Regions from separate parts of the Mus musculus genome. Here all the other regions are linked to region 1. The links are chromatin contacts, called in public Hi-C and promoter capture Hi-C maps. All regions are on one chromosome and are shown on one strand. The core of a region is the stretch at or near the end of the contact, and the rest is flanking DNA. Distances in the headings are between cores, read along the strand shown. Region 1 holds the start of Thrb (thyroid hormone receptor beta). Region 2 overlaps Gm32269 (a long non-coding RNA gene). Region 3 overlaps Thrb (thyroid hormone receptor beta).

What was found. Promoter capture Hi-C pulls out the DNA fragments that hold promoters and counts their contacts. A called contact is a pair of places that touch in the nucleus more often than the background predicts.
Region 2: a contact with region 1 is called in a Hi-C map of rod photoreceptor, with 3 times the contacts expected there. The contact joins the enhancer-like site here to the promoter of Thrb in region 1. A contact is called at or near these places in 1 of 39 promoter capture datasets (the HPC-7 cell line), 2 of 484 Hi-C or Micro-C datasets (nephron progenitors and rod photoreceptor) and 2 of 9 other capture datasets (adipose tissue and liver).
Region 3: a promoter capture Hi-C map of liver shows a contact between it and region 1, with 2.8 times the contacts expected there. The contact joins the enhancer-like site here to the promoter of Thrb in region 1. A contact is called at or near these places in 2 of 39 promoter capture datasets (both in liver), 1 of 15 datasets of contacts at CTCF or cohesin (the G1E-ER4 cell line), 5 of 484 Hi-C or Micro-C datasets (all in liver), 7 of 115 datasets of contacts at active chromatin or transcription factors (embryonic stem cells, hepatocytes, intestinal crypt epithelium and 1 more) and 2 of 9 other capture datasets (adipose tissue and pancreatic islet).

What each region holds. Positions count from the first base shown.
Region 1 is chr14:17,658,575-17,663,729 of GRCm38.p6, reverse strand. Thrb (thyroid hormone receptor beta) reads right to left here and starts at 2,770. Exons shown (of 10, transcript NM_001113417.1): 1 at 2,706-2,770. LOC115488350 (serine/arginine repetitive matrix protein 1-like) reads left to right here and starts at 2,152. Exons shown (of 3, transcript XM_030248233.1): 1 at 2,152-2,498; 2 at 2,566-3,466; 3 at 3,799-3,814. The coding sequence starts at 2,152. The coding sequence ends at 3,442.
Region 2 is chr14:17,601,756-17,606,910 of GRCm38.p6, reverse strand. The region is part of intron 2 of Gm32269 (a long non-coding RNA gene); the gene reads left to right. Among named protein-coding and RNA genes, the nearest start is that of Gm32269, 28 kb to the left of the region's middle. Within about 2 kb of position 2,995, at least 3 of the 459 cell types and tissues checked have an H3K27ac peak or open chromatin away from gene starts, as enhancers often do. A contact at or near this core is called in rod photoreceptor, where this site is marked.
Region 3 is chr14:17,695,333-17,700,487 of GRCm38.p6, reverse strand. All of the region lies in intron 1 of Thrb (thyroid hormone receptor beta), which reads right to left. Among named protein-coding and RNA genes, the nearest start is that of Thrb, 37 kb to the right of the region's middle. Within about 2 kb of position 2,072, at least 14 of the 459 cell types and tissues checked have an H3K27ac peak or open chromatin away from gene starts, as enhancers often do. A contact at or near this core is called in hepatocytes and liver, where this site is marked.

The DNA.
Region 1 (5,155 bases), core at 1,521-4,020:
TCAGAACTGCCAAAGCCAGGGACTTTGTTATGACATCAAAGTATGAGAAGTCTTGGTCCTAACTATGCCTCTGGAGTAAGATCCAGCCTAAACTCAGATAACTAAAGGTCAATGTCTTCAGTAATCAAAGGGACAGGAGGTGTGTAAGGTAGAAGCACTGTTGAGTATTTTGATATAGCCAAGGCAAAGCCTGGGAGGAGGAACTTGAAGAATTAACTATATAAAAAGGTAGATCAGCTGTTATCAGATGGAGAGCAACAGAGAGTGAGAGATGCAAAGACTGACATCTCCCACCGTGTGTGTGTGTGTGTGTGTGTGTGTGTGTGTGTGTGTGTGTGTGTGAGAGAGAGAGAGAGAGAGAGAGAGAGAGAGAGAGAGAGAGAAAGTGTTTTCACACCTCACCAGATTTTAGGCATGTCCAAAATGGCAATGGTTGAAGTACTTAGCCAGGCATTGGGGTCAGGGCAATGTTTTTTCTAATTTGTTCAGTTAAAATTTACCAGTGCCTATGGAGTACTAGGTATTCTTGCAAATGCTGGTAGAACAAGAGTGCAAAAAGATATGAACACTGTCGTCCTCCTGAACACCATGCTGTCATCTAGAATAGTCAGAATTCAGTGTTAAAGAGGAAATTCACAAGTATCAGAACAAAAGAACAGTTCTGACCATAGCTAGTATTGAGGGGAAAAACAGATCAAAAAGCAGAGGATCTTTCAGAGAGAACACAGGGAAAAAAAGCCTGCCTACTAAGAAGGTGGCATGTAACCTCCACAAGAGCAAGAGACTAAAGAAGCCAGTCACCTCTACTGATTTCCATAGAAAAGATAAGCTTACTACACAGTAAGTATAGAAGCTGTCTGGTAGCTCCAAGCATCCATTGCTGGATGGAACCAGCATCTACAAACAAGCAGGGAAGGAGCGGGCCTCAGCTTTCCCTTCCTAGGAATTGTTTAACAAGTCATCCTTTTCCAGAGGTGCTGGATTATAGGGAAGTTGCAGCTTGTTTCTTTTTAATACAAAATTTACCACAAAGAAGCTGGAAGGGGAGAAGTCAAATATTTATCCCCCTTCTAGTGCCAGTTACTTTATATAGCAATACCTCAATGCCAATGAGATTAAGCTTTTGCATTGTAATGCCAACAAGAACAGTTTCATTAAAAATTAGCAATTCTGAAGCAGTTCAGTACCATTTACCTTTACTCACAAAGTGAAGCAGATTTTTCTTTTCCAGTATATAATAAACAATTGGAATTTATTTAAAATATAGGATCCTAATAGTATCTATTTAACATGGGAAAGCAATAAGTTATTCTTCACTAATTTCTTCACATAAAATGGCTCAAGCAAATGCACTTTTTACTTAATATCTCTCCGGGTCAATTGAAGCACGGCCAATCAGCATGAAAACACTCTAAAATCTGCCCCTGTCCAAAATACTTCCCACGAAACACCTTTTCATTAATGGTACCAAGTTCATGACTTCTTTCAGAACGGGAAATAACAAGCTGAAGTGAATTAGGGAGATCAGTCATCCAGAATATTCAGAATGAATCACAGAACGTTTCTTTACCAAAAAGAAAATTTTATTCCTTTGCAACACAGTGAGGATATTTCATTACAGTATCATCAAACATGCTAAACCAGAGATAAATCATATAAAGAAACTCCCCAACGGGTCTACACTACTTAATACGGTCATCGTTAACTAAATTGCTTGCTGTGTTCTCCTTTTCATGCATTGAACAAAGAATGTTCAGTTTTAAACAGGTCTTTAAAAACTGATCACTAGTATCTAGGATCAACCACACTTGAAGAGGAGGAATTTATGCAATGTTATTTTCTGATTCGACAGTCTTTGAGTTCTTCATGTGTGTGCAAAGGGCAGAATGGGATAGCGAACCTGCCTGCCCAGGTATTCTTTTCTTTATTTGACTCACTATAGAAATGCTTAATAGACCCTTTAAAAACTTCCCATTTGGGGCAAATTATACAGTTAGCCTTTAATTAAAAACAAACAAACAAACAAACAAAAAACCAAAAACAACCCACGTATGCACACTCCGCCCCCTCCCTCTTAAAAACAAACCAGAAGGCTTTAAGAATTAGCTCCAATAATAATCCCACTGCAGTCACGGGAAATCTTCCTCCAAAATGACAACTAACCCTAACAATAGAAACCCTCCAAAGACGTCTTTCCCGGTCTTAGGGAGCACAGCTGACACCACCCGGATCGTCACAAACATGCAGAACCCAAAAGAAGCAAAGGAAAAGAGCGATTCTGGAGGGAGGGAGCCTGCGGAGCGGATGAGAGGCAGACTGGCACTGAGCAGCAGCTTATTCAGGACCTTTCTCCTTTCCAAAGCCTGGAGTTCCTGTGCAGGAGCCAAAAAGATGGGACACGAGACCCACAGTCCCTTTAAATCGCCCACCCCCGCGCCTGTCAGCCTCTTCCGAACCCCCATGCCCTACAACTTCCTCCTCATGGAAACTTCCACTGGGTTCGGAGCCCAGGACGTCAAACTCCATTTCACAAGGAGCTTGTCCCTAGTTGGGTTCTGGCTTCAGGTCCCTGCACCGGGTGCCCGAGCCCGAGAGGAGCCGGTCTCAGAGGCCAGCTTCAAGGACAGAGCGCGTCGCTGGCCACCCGCGCCCGGCCCGCAAGACCTGTAGACCTCCCCCCACGCCCGCCCACCCTGCCAAGTTACCAGAGCGCTGGAGCCTGGAGGTGGCGCCCCAAGGCGGCGTGCTGGCGAGCTGCGGCCGAGCAGCCGGTGGCCTCAGCTCTGGTGCTCGTATTAGCCATGCAAAGTTAATCCCGCCGCGTCACGCCGGCCGGCCGCCCGCCCAAGGCTGCGCCGTGCTCGGCCGAGCCGCAGTCTCCTCCCCGCTCCGCCCCCTCCGCCACGGGGTCCAGTACTGCGCGGGCTCCCGAGCGAGCCCTATTCCCTTGACCTGTCAACTCTCCTCCGGCGCCGACGCTGAGGGGCGCAGCGTGGGTCCCAGGACACCGGCGACCTCTCTGCCGCGACCTGCGCGGGCGGCGAGGTGCAGGGCCGGAGTCTCCGACTCCGGAGGACCCAGCGCGGTAGCCTTACTAGGGACTAGGGTGTCAGCTCCTCCGCCGCTGGCGAACCGCCGACCGTTCTTCCCCTCTGGTCCTCTAGCCTGTTCGATTCTCCCAGCAGCTGCGGCAGGCTCAGGCCACCCTGGCTCCGCCAGAGTATCAGAGACGAAATGGCTTCCGGGCTGTGCTCCCTGCCACTGCCCGAGCAACCCTCCACTCGAGTGCCCTGCGCACCTGCCGCTTATGTGCAAATGTCCCCCGCTACGACTCTGCGGTAACGGCGCCTTGTGCGCCACCCTCCCCCGGGGTCACGTAGCTGCGGGTCTGGTGGACACGCGTCCACCCACCCAACTGCAGGAGCGTGGAGGATCCATTTGAGCCATCATTCTTTTAGTTGAAGAGGTAGGAGTGTGACAGGGGGTGGGGTAGGGTATGAATGACAGGAGATAGAGGGGATCTCCAGGGGCACAACCCTCCTGAGTCGCCCGACAGGCGCGGCAGGTGTCACCGCGCTCCTCCTTCCGCCCCCAAACCACTTGTGGTGCGCTTGGAAACACGGGGCGCTCAGATCCTCCTGTGGCTCTGGACGCTCTGCTCCCCCACACCAATGGGCAATGCCTTGCTTGCCCTAAATGAGAAGTGCCCCCCCCCCCCAACACCTCACTGAGTGTGTTCCGGGTTGGTTCTACAAGTAGGGTTTAAAGGGACACCTCGTTATTTCGCCTCTGTCCTAGAAATATAAGTACAAAACCAGAAGACAAAAATAATCTCCACCCTGGAAGGGTTCTGCACTTGCAAGCATAGCGCTGAAATGTCCATACCTCAAGTTCCGAAGGTCAGGTTGGGAGAAAACAGCGGGCGACAGTGTGCTGTTCCAGATGACCCAGGCAGTCTTCCAGCTACGCCTTGGAGGTAGGTTTTATTGGAAAAACGCAGAGTGCTCAGAGAACTCGCAGCCAATGGGAAGTTAACAATTGCGACAAAACTACTTTGATTAAGGACCGAATACAATTATGTTCTTATGAACACTGTTAAAAAAAAATACCTTGAAAAATCTTTCTTCAACATACTCTTGTAACACGGTATAAAAGGGAATGATGTCTAGATCATTTTAAAGAGTTGTCTAGATTTCCCCACGGGTGATAAGGCCCCCCCGGGGGTGTTATTTGGGCAGTCCACAGGAAAGGAAAAAGAAGAAAGGCCAACACACCTCCTGTCACAGCATTAACAACTGTGGCGAGTCAGAAGCAGGACTCAGGAGAGAAAGCAGCTGCTAGAACGTTGCCTTTCCCCGCGGCCAGCACAGACTCGGCTGCCCTTTGAATTCTTTGTAAGAAATCCGTGTTTTATTCCTCACCCGGAATGAAGCTTCACTAAGAACTTGCCGGCTCTAGAGTGAAGGTTGTTTTGCAGGCGAGTTCCTGGGCTTTGCTCCAAAGCTGCCTTGGGAGGTTTTGGTTGGTTTGGAGGAAAGCTGCAGCTTCTCCTACCCAGTTCCTAACCAGACAGCCCCCTGGTGGCTGCAAGGAAAAGCCTGGCTTGGCCCAGGTCGGGGGGGGGGGGGGGGGGGGGGGAGACTTGTGAACAGCTCTGTAATAAGTTAGAAAGGGGAATTCAAGAGGCCCCTGGGAAACCCGGAATCCCTGGACGTTATACTTCTAGTATAATTCTGAGCTATGTTTTTTCTTAAATTCTTTCTGAAGAAAACCACATACTAAAAATGAACTATAACAACAACATCAAAAGATTACTTTTCTTTGTTCAGATGGTTTTGTCTGATTTCATTTTGCTTGGAAAGTTATGAAATGAGAATCAGTGAAAGTATTAAACGGCTTACAAGACTGGTTGTAACAGTGTTATATAATCGCAACGCTCCAACAGGAAATTTGGTAGGATTCTATTTGAATGGGTATTGAGAGAGCAGAGCTGGTGGGGTGGTGGTAAGGGGTTACCATAAGAATCTGTTACACAACACAGTGTCATGGGAATTCTCAGAGTCATGAGAACTCCTGGGAAAGCAAAAGATATCCTAACCTGGGAGCACAGGGTCTCAGGTGCCATCTTTGCTGGCTTGTGATGCACAGTTGCTTA
Region 2 (5,155 bases), core at 1,746-4,245, 57 kb after region 1:
ACGTGTACGTGTACATGTATATGTATATGTACCTGCATATGATGTATATGTATATGCATATGTCTATGTGTATGTATTTGTATATGTATGTATGTTGAAGATTGGTATTGAAGAAAACCTAGATTTGGAAAGAATTCCCATGTTCATGATCAAAAGTATTATCAAAAGTAACCTACAAATTGCAAATAATCACTATGAAAATTAAATGAAACTCTTCTCAGAAACTGAAAAAAAATCATAAAGATGAAAAGGAAGCCAAAACAATCCTAGACAGAAGGTATTAGGGGGAGATATATTAGTTATTTGCCTTGTTATTATTATGAAAGACCCTGAGGTACAAAATGTTTCACAGTTTCAAGATATTGTCTATCCTGGTGGGGGCATGGTATCGGGAGTTAAAGGGAATTGGGCTACGTTGTATCCACTGTCAGGGAGCAGGGCTCTCAATGTATCCACTCTCAGGAAGAAGGTGTTATATTGCATCCACTGTCAGGAAAGGAATCCTTAGCTCAGTTGACTTTTCTCTTTTTATTCAGTCCATTATTCCAGCTTAGGGAAAGGCATTGCTCACATTTAGCATGAGTTTTCTCACTTCAATTAATCTAATTTAGATGATGTCTCACAGACTGCCCAGAGATTTGTTTCCACGGAGATTCTAATCCCATTAAATTGCCAGTGAAGATTAACCATCAAAGGGGACTATTTTGGGAGCTGGAAGGGGACCAGGCAGAGGATAAAGCATGAGTGTGTGTGGGGTGAGGATGGTTTGTGACTATGATGTTCAAAAATACATTTGTGACAGTGTTATAATGAGACGCATTATTTTGTATGTAAACTAAAAAATCAATTAAACTTTCAATTTCAAAAACTAACTAGCACCACGTCTAATGTATGATATATACTATTGTCCATTTACTGTTTTTCACTTAGCTTTGTTTACCGTTTTTCCCTGTAAAAATGATGTTGTTTGTATTATATTCACTAGCATAAACTTGGCTTTGTGTATTTAGTTATGTTCTAGACATTTTACAGTGTTAGTTATTTCACAGCTATTTAGTGTTTCATCGTTCTGGAATGGATACTGTTGTAATAAAGGAAGTGGAAGCCAGGTATGCTTTTTATCTACCAGTTTATTTTTCAAATACCTTTAATTAAATAATCTGCCTTCATGCTGTTTGCTTAAAGGCCTCTTTCTCCTACTTTCCTTTTCAGTGACTGCCTCCTTGGGCATTTTTATTGCTGTCTCTTTCTTTAGCAGCACAATTCAACTCTAAGGATCATGACTTGGTTTCTAGAAGCCTGTCTGCACTCAACTGTAACATTTTGCTGTTTCTCAAACTCAGGCATTGAGAGTAGTTTATTCTTTTGACATTTCCTAACCAGTTCAGCCAATATCTTCCCGAATTAGTCATCCTTATTCCCTCTGCAGAAGCTTAACATTTTTTATTTCTTTCAGGGGTATGTATCTATTCCGCCTATGTTTTTGGAAATTTCTTCACAGTCTTATTATTATGATGGTTCCTTTTAGGCAGTTCATTATTTCTGTAGTTTTCATCTATATAAAACAACTATAATTATTTTTATAAATTTGCTTTCTAAACACTGCTATCCTGCCATGAACGTTTTAATCATACTTTTGTTTAAACATCTGAACTTTTAAACTTCAAAAATCAGATAAATTCAGTCTATTTCAATGACTTTAAAGCAAAATGAATAAACAATTTCCAGATTTCACACTTGGAATTTTCTCCGTATTTCTGCAGAGAGTCCCTGCAGAGGAAAGTGTAGTTTTATCTTATTGTAACAAGTACATAGAAATATGGATGAAGTCACATGGTTAGCCTTTTTACTTCAGACCACCAACTTAAATTTTCATTCCTCTGGCAAATGTGCTTTAAGTTATGGCATGATGTCTTTCTTATATGGATACATGGCATTCCTTGGTGGGGAGCATCATTTGTACCTTGTGAACCATGAGAATTTAGAATGTCTTTTCTCATTATCGGTGCTATTTAAGAGGAATTTTTCAGTTTCACTCATAAGCTTGGTTTGGAAATTAATGTTAATGCTTTCCAGTAGGAATGCAACTTAATTTTTCCGTAACATTTCATTTGGTATTATTGAAGCAATGAGTAGTATTTTCCTTGTGCCATCCATGTGCTCCAATATGACACTGACTGTAAACTCTACAGACTCTGCATTCTGCTTCCTGACTTGTATATTTCTATCATGTTTGCACTTATCTAGGGTTTGTGTATAGTCCCATGAGAGATGGCTTCTGTTTTCTGATTTGTATATTTCCATTGTGTTTGCTTGCACTTATCTAGGGTCTGCAGGGAGATGGCCTGACACTGATGGTGAGATTTCTGTCAGCTAATTTGTCAAGTATATTGCTGAATTAAATATATTTATAAATTTCTTCCTTATGCTTTGGAACTGCTTAAACAGACTGATTAAGTCTGGTCTTTGAAAGTTAAAGTGGTTCACTCATTTAAATTAAAACAAAACAAAACAAAACAAAAGTAAAAATAAATTATGCTTTGAAATCAGAGGTTTAAAAGCACAAAAATCTACCCTGGGCGATGGCTGACTTCCTTATGGTCTTCTTAGCCCTGTATCTCTTCTTCTCAGTGTTCTGCATTTAGAGAATTCTATTTTGTTTCATTTTCTTTTTTGAGGACAAGTCCTTCTCTGTGTAGTAGGGATGGCTGAAAACCTGCCATCCCCCTGCCTCATTCTTCCAATTACTGGGATTGCAATTGTGCATGATCATATCTGGGTTAAGGTTGGGGGAATTTTGAGCACAAGGATTTTATAGTAAATATGAGAGAAACTGAAGGAAAGGTAGAAAGGGGTAGAATTATAAAGGGGGATGTTATAGAATGGATAGTGGTTAAGGGATGGATTGATAGGGAGAAGGTGTTATAGGATGGATGGTAGTTAGGGGATAGGTTGATGGAGGGAGGGAGTTATAGGAAGGATGATGCTTAGGCAGATTAATTAGGCAGCTAGTTTCTAAATATAGAGTGAGGATGATAAGAATGAATGGTACCATGGAAGGTTACAGCTGTAAAAGGGGGGAGGGGTTGAGCAAGGTTGAGAATTGAGGACTCTGGGCAGGACACAGTGTATGTAGCATGCAGAGGTGACCTGTGCAGTGAAAGTGCAGTAGAGCCACATCTGTAGAGTAAAAGGGTCAGGCATGTGTGTGGCCTTCAACTGTCTTCCTCTGTGGTACTATGAGCAAACCTAAGGAAAATGGGGCGAGAATCTCATGACCTACCAAAGAAGGGTTGGAGAGATGACGCAAAATCAACAGTGTACCGCTCTTGCAGAAGGTCTGAGTTTGATTCCCAGCATCCACAGGGACAGCTAAAAATCACCTGTGACTCCAGCTTCAGGGGGATCTTACATCTCTGGCCTCTGCTGCTGCCTGCACACCCCCATGTGTATGCATATAATGTAAATAAAGTAAGTATTTAAAAAGATGCCAAAGAGACTGAAGAAGAAGTGAGACAACACACTGATCTGAACCAAAACAGAAAGAAAGTGGCCTTTAGGGTGAAGACCACCTGAGGTCTCATTTCTCGGAGTGGCTGGGATCCTCTGAGAGGTTATCAGCAAATGCTTATGAGATGGTGGGAGAAACTTTTAAGATACATTAAATGAAAATAAATTGAGTGCAAATAGTAATGGATAGAGAACACTTAAAAAAAAACTCATGGGTCAATGTAAAAGATCCCATTCTTGGCTGAGTAGAGCAGTTTCTGTTATTTTCAACATTTCTGGTGAATATGAGTGTCAGAAAACAAGTAAGTCAGTTCACACACTAGGTCCAGCTGGATCAGTGACATAGCCAGGAAGCATCATGTATGTGTACAAGTATATATGTGTGTCTTTGTGAAAGTATATGAGTATGTGCAATGTATGTATGTATGTATGTATGTATGTATGTATATATGTATGTATGTATATGTTTGTGTATGTGTGTACATGTACACATATGCACAAATCTATGTATGTATGCCTGTTTGTGTGTGTCTGAAAAGTTTCTTAGGTCTGAAGTATCAGCTTGTTATTCATGGTTTCATAGAACTCTTTATGTGGGCGTCATTTATTTTTGTTTCTCTGCTTTTCTTAAGAAGTACCAACTACCAACATGGGTGAGTTTGTATCAGCTCCTCACAAATAAACAAGAAAGTTATGGCTGTAATTTGAAACTGAATCTACTCAACTATAAAGAAAGAAAAGCATGGCTGTTTTGTTTCCGAGGCACTGAGCTCTCCAGCAGCCATGCCAACATTCACTTTGCCAGTTCCTTGCAAATTGGCAGAACTAATCTTGGCCTCTCATTCTGAAGGTGCCCTGTCTTTGGAACTGGCATGGCTATCATTTGGGGAAGTGCAACCTTGACTGCTGACATTTCTTAGGGCCTGCAAAGCCCCTGGATGACTTCAACCAGTGGGAAAAGGCCACCACTGTACTCCTGTGTTTGAGACCTTGAACAAGACCAATGGCTGCTTTCTGGTGTGTGCCACCTACCCATGCTCTGTAGGTTACAACATCTTCTGAGATCAGTCTTTCCAAGGAAGCAAATTATTCTCTGACCCTCTTGACTTCTGCATAGGGATAATCTTTGTTTTAGTTAGGATTTTCATTGCTGTGAAAAGACACCATGACCAAGGCAACTTTTATAAAGGGCAACATTTAATTGGGGCTGGCTTATAGGAACTGAGGTGCAGTCCATTATCAACATCCAGCACCCAGTCAGGCCTGGTGTTAGACCTGAGAGCTCTACATATTGATATGACTGCAGCAACAGACTCTTCTGCACTAGGCAGAGCTTCAAAGCTCACCTCCACAGTGACACACTTCCTCCAACAGGGCCATATCCCCTAATGGTACCACTTGCTATGAGCCAAATGTATTCAGACCACCACATCCCTTTTCTATATATCTGTCTCATCTCCAGTGAATATCAGATGCGAAGCTTGGGAGGTACTTATAGCACTTTTCAAAAGCAAAATAGCAGAATCACTTCTAGTGAGAATAGATACTTGAATATGTATCAAAACACTATTTTCAAGGATGACATTTTGTATACATGTATTATCTTTTTTTTCCCCATAGATCAACAGGGTACTCAATTTTGGGC
Region 3 (5,155 bases), core at 823-3,322, 37 kb before region 1:
ATGCTCTCCTTGGGCAATGATAAGGGCGTTTTTACAGCTTGTTGCTAATAGTGAGCAAAGGTGAAGTACAAAGATAACAGGCAGTGCTCTCTACAGAGGGCAATCTCAATGTTCAGCTCTTCATTAAGATGGCTGGTCTGTCTCTCACCTGACAGGACTAGGTCCAAGACAACATTTCCAAAACTGAGGCACAACCCCCAAGAATTTGCCAGGAATTTACAAAGTACACAGGAAAATAAACACTTTGGTCTTTAAAGGTTTGCAGGAAGCACAGACTGAATGGCAAAAATGCACATTAAAATGGTCAAGAGACAGAAAGTTTTGGAATCCAGAAAATTTGTTTCTGAGAAGAAAGGACAACTGCTTGCTGGCTTTGGAGAGAGAGGAGAAGGCAGACCAGCAGATGACAACAAAGGACAGTGTGTACCAGGTGAAATGGGTGACAGGAGGGACCACACAGGTGTGGAGGGAGGTGTGAGCTCAGATTCCAGAGAATAAGCATTGAGGATAACCCCAAAGACAGCCGTAAAAGAGATGGAGGAAGGCAGAGAGTAGGTGGTCAGAACAGAGGCAGGGGCAGAGTTAGTTCTTGATTTGAGTGCTAGGAAGTAAAAGAAGGTCACAGAAGTACAAGAAGGTGGCTATATAATTGGTCCCCAAAGCAAAGAAAGAAGAAAATGGAGCTGGAAATCATGTAGATGTCACCATGACTGCTAAGCAAGCTGTTTGAGCTGGCACAGAACAAAGCATGCAATGAGTCTTCATTCATTAAATCTGCTCTCAGCCACTTTTGTGGCTTCCCATATGCAGGGCCCATTTCTGAAACCAGGGCAGTGGGCTTAGAAATGCAGTATACCACGCAAAAAATTCCCAGCAAGATCTACCTGACATTTGTCAGAAATTGGCATTTTGACAACAAAGCTCTAGGACCATGCAAGTGTCCCAAGCTGGAGACCACCCCAAGGACAGATTGCAGGGCCAAACTTAAACTCATTGAGAAAGAACCTAACTTACTTTTCCTGCTTGGTAATAGACCATTGTTTAGTCCCACAACCCCAACTTGCAGTGGGATATTTAACTTTCTCAAAAACCGAGTCAGTATCAGTTTTTTATGCAGATATTTGTCTACAGACATCATATCTGGGCAAAAGGTTTTTGGAAGACGTGCAAAGGCATTTCAAATTAATGGACTCAATCTAAAGAATATTGATTTTATCTTTTAGCTAAACACTTGGCCTGTAGGGAAAGCTTAACTCAAACAAAACAATACACTGGCAAGATTTTTCTGCACAAATATTAATCTTAGTAATGAATTATAATGATGAGGGAAAGGGAATTAGATCCCTTCAAGTAGAATGACATAATTTGATTTCAATATTTTTCCGTTTAAAAATTTACCTTAATTCTTTAAACAACACACACACACACACACACACACACACACACACACACACACTCCCTTCCACAACAGGAAAACTGGGAAAGCACAGACTAGGGGATCCGTAAGGCTTTCTAGATAGTTAGCCTAGCCACATTGCTGAGTTTCAGTTTCAGTGAGAACCCTCATCTCAAAAACTAAGATGAGGAGTGATTGAGGAAGACCCCTGATATCTGCTTCTGTGGTCCACATACACATACGTGTACACACACCCACACATGTCCAGACTCAGAGGTCCACTACATAAGCACAGCTCTGATACTAGATACATATTCATAAGCTGGAAATTATTAGTATTAATTCAAGGGAAGTAAGGATAAAGTACTGAGTTCCTGTAGAAGGCCGGGTAATAGGCCTGCTGGATTACAACAGAACTTGTATTTACACCAGCAAACCTCCTTAAAGCTTATTTGTCCTGATGTGGTCCTGCATTCAGATATGAGTGGCAAAGTCTGGGAGATAATTCTGGTGAACAATGATGCCCTCGCCCCTCTGTACCTTTAGGTACACGTTCTAGGTTATGTGTAAAATGCCCTACTTTCCTCTTTAAAATGACCCAACCTATGTATTGACAAGGGCTTGCACCACGTACACTGTATGACACTTCTGTTCATTTTCTCTAAAAACTCGAAAGTAAGTTTCTGAGTTGTGCAATAGTGAACTTTATCCTCCTGGACAAATTAAACCAGGTGTTCTGAAGTGCAGGTAAATGGAAAACCGTTTTGTTTTGTTTTTTTTTTTAATTTGTTTGCTTTTTGTTTTTTAAAAAACAAAACAAAAAACAAAAAACAAAAAACAAAAACCCAAACAAACAACAGGACAATCTTTGTCAGGCATACTTCCCCCCCCGCCCTCCCCTCGAAGAGAGATTAAGGTTTCTACAGTGGACTGGTATGAAGGTCACCAAACCAATGTTGCAATCTTAAAGTGACAATAACAGCAGTCATGCCTGGTGGCGGCAGCTTAGGACCAAACTAGGTTACTCCGTTCCCAGAGGCCAGTTATCCAGGAGTGCAAATGAACATGTCAAAATACTCTTAAGATTAGGACAATTTTCTTCTTTAATTAAAACATATCCAAATAGCATAATTAAAAATTATGTGGTATTCCATGACCCTAAGGAATATCTTCAAGACAAATCTGACCGATGGAGAGACAGCTGCCACTTGAGTGTTCAGTATCCACCTGCTCACAATGTTTAAACTTCCCTGTAGTTTCTACTGGAAAAAAATTTACTTTGGGGTGAAGGAGCCAAAGCCAGGAGCCACCTGACCTACCTTTAGCTTTCTAAGTGAAAACCTTAAGGCAGCTCTGGGGATACGGAGACCTCTGCTCGTCTTCTCTCTCGTGACCAGAGAGTCTCATTGGCAGCTTACAGGCTCATGCAGAGCAATCAGCTCTCACTCAGAATGGCTGTGCTGGGCTCTCTGTCCCTGCTGCATATGAAACTCTCTGCGAGTTGGTAAGGGGTGTCAGACTCCAGCACCTGAATCTGAAACAGACTTTTAAATACCAGCTTCATTTGGTACTTGTACAACAGTTCCAGGTTTATGAAGGTGGGGAAAGCTGGGAACTTTGTTTTAAGTGGGTTGACCAAACCCTCAAGCCCCAAGCTCAGTGTACCCAGAACCCTGGGATTAGGTCACATTCTGGAGTACTTAACATCTAGAAATGCCTGAATTATGTAGGGCTGATGACAAGTATTGACTCTGAGAAAAATGAGGTAACTTGGGGGCCAGATCTCAGTGTTCCACTAAGTAACTGAGCTTGAGGTCAGGGTAGATTGGCAAAGACCAATTCTGACTTCATTAAAAATAAGTATTCCATTGTCATGGATCTCTTGTACTTTGGTTTCAGTTTTTAAAAGAATGCATTGAAATATTTGTCTTAATTACTTACTCACTTGGGACTCCCTCAGAGTTTGTATCCAGTATGTTCTCACTACCCTCAACCTGGTCCTTAAGTCTCTTACTGCCTTTCTTATCTTCCCATTGTCCTCTCCCAGTGGAGGTAGGCAGGGTGCTGGGAGGGTGCTGGAGATGTGTGCAGCTGAGATAGGAATGGCAGGGGGAGTCTTGCTGCGGAAAAGGTCTCAGCATGAGCTTCCAGGCAGTGGCCTACGCAGCTTACAGGTATCATTTCTGCTCTTTACCTATAAGAAATGTCTACTTGTGATGGTTAGTTGTCAATGTAAACTTGTTGAAATCTAGAATCAACTAGGAATAAAGTCTCAGTTTAGAAATCAGGTTTGTCTGTGGCCATTTCTGTGGGGATTGTCTTGATTGGTAATTGACCTGGAAATAAAGACCCAGCCCATTGTGCACAGGCACTAGGCAGGGACTCTGGACTCTGGAAGAGTATGGGCAGTAAGCAGGGATACATTTATTTTTCCATTTGCTTTTGAGTGTGGATGTGATCTGACTAGCGTCTTGAGTTCCTGCCTTATTTTCTCCAAAATAATGAACTGTGACCTAGAATTGTAAGTCAAATACCCCCCCCCCCCTTTATGTCTCTTTCTGTCAGGGTGTTTTTATCATGACAACAGAAGAGAAACACTACAGAGGCAGCAGACATTTGAAAGAGAGGTGTTCCCACTCCCCTCTGCCTAGGAACCAGCACAGCACTGCAGCCAGCCTTCAAGCACCAACAGAGGATTGGCCCTTGCTTCTTCCTCTCGGGTCTCAGCCTCCGACATCCACATGTAGACTAGTTGTAGCCGTTCAAGTAGTAAACAGAGAATGGTTCAAAGGTCTGTGTGGTAACAATATATAACTGCATCTACCTCCCCTCTGACAAAGGTAGGCTCTTACATTGTTTCACCACCTGGGGTGAGGGGGATTCTAAATACTGACTCTTTTATTGCAAATGGATCCACTGTGCTTTGGTTTGTTCTGTCTCTGGTCTGGGATATGACTCAGACCTTCAGATCCCAGCTACCTGACATATCCACTTGGAGAGCTTATACTAATTGAATCTCTTCCTCCAACTCTTCTCTCCACATTTCTCTACCATTGGAACTGGAACCACCAAATACCTAGTCCTGGAATCTTAATCACTGTGTCCTTCCTCTTCCCCAAGCAGAGGATCCCCAGTACCTGTCCACATAAGAGGTGAAAATAGCAAATAAGCAGCTCTACTTAATGAGGGCATTTGGGGTGTGTCAGGGACCCGAGAACACTTGCATAACACTAACTCCCATTTCCATATTAATTCCACAAGAGGATCCTATTTATACTGGATTACTACTAATGCCATGGTGACCTTGGGAAACTAATTTGCCCACGGCTAAGTAGCTGGGAAGAAGAGAGTTAATATTTTAACTTTGCCCCTTTGAACACACACTTGTAACTAGATCACTGTTTCCCAATCCCACTGGTTGTTCACTGCCAGCTCATCATTTCTGTCACTCTTAGAAGAGCCCCTAGGTTGTCATCTGTTACTACCTCACAGTCATAGAATATTGATGAAATAGCCAATCTGACCTTCTCAAAGTCTAGTCAAAGTATGGTATTTCCGCTACCACGATCCTCAAAATCATTTAACCACTTTCTGAACAGGATCCACAGTCTCCCAGGTGGCCTGTGAGCTTCTGTGCTTCCCTCTCAGATTTCAGCTACTCCGCATTTCCACCTCCAATAGCATTTCATTCCCCATTAATTGTTACCCTTTAAGTCTATCTAGTTCTTCCCTGCCTCAACGCCTTTTCATGACATTTGT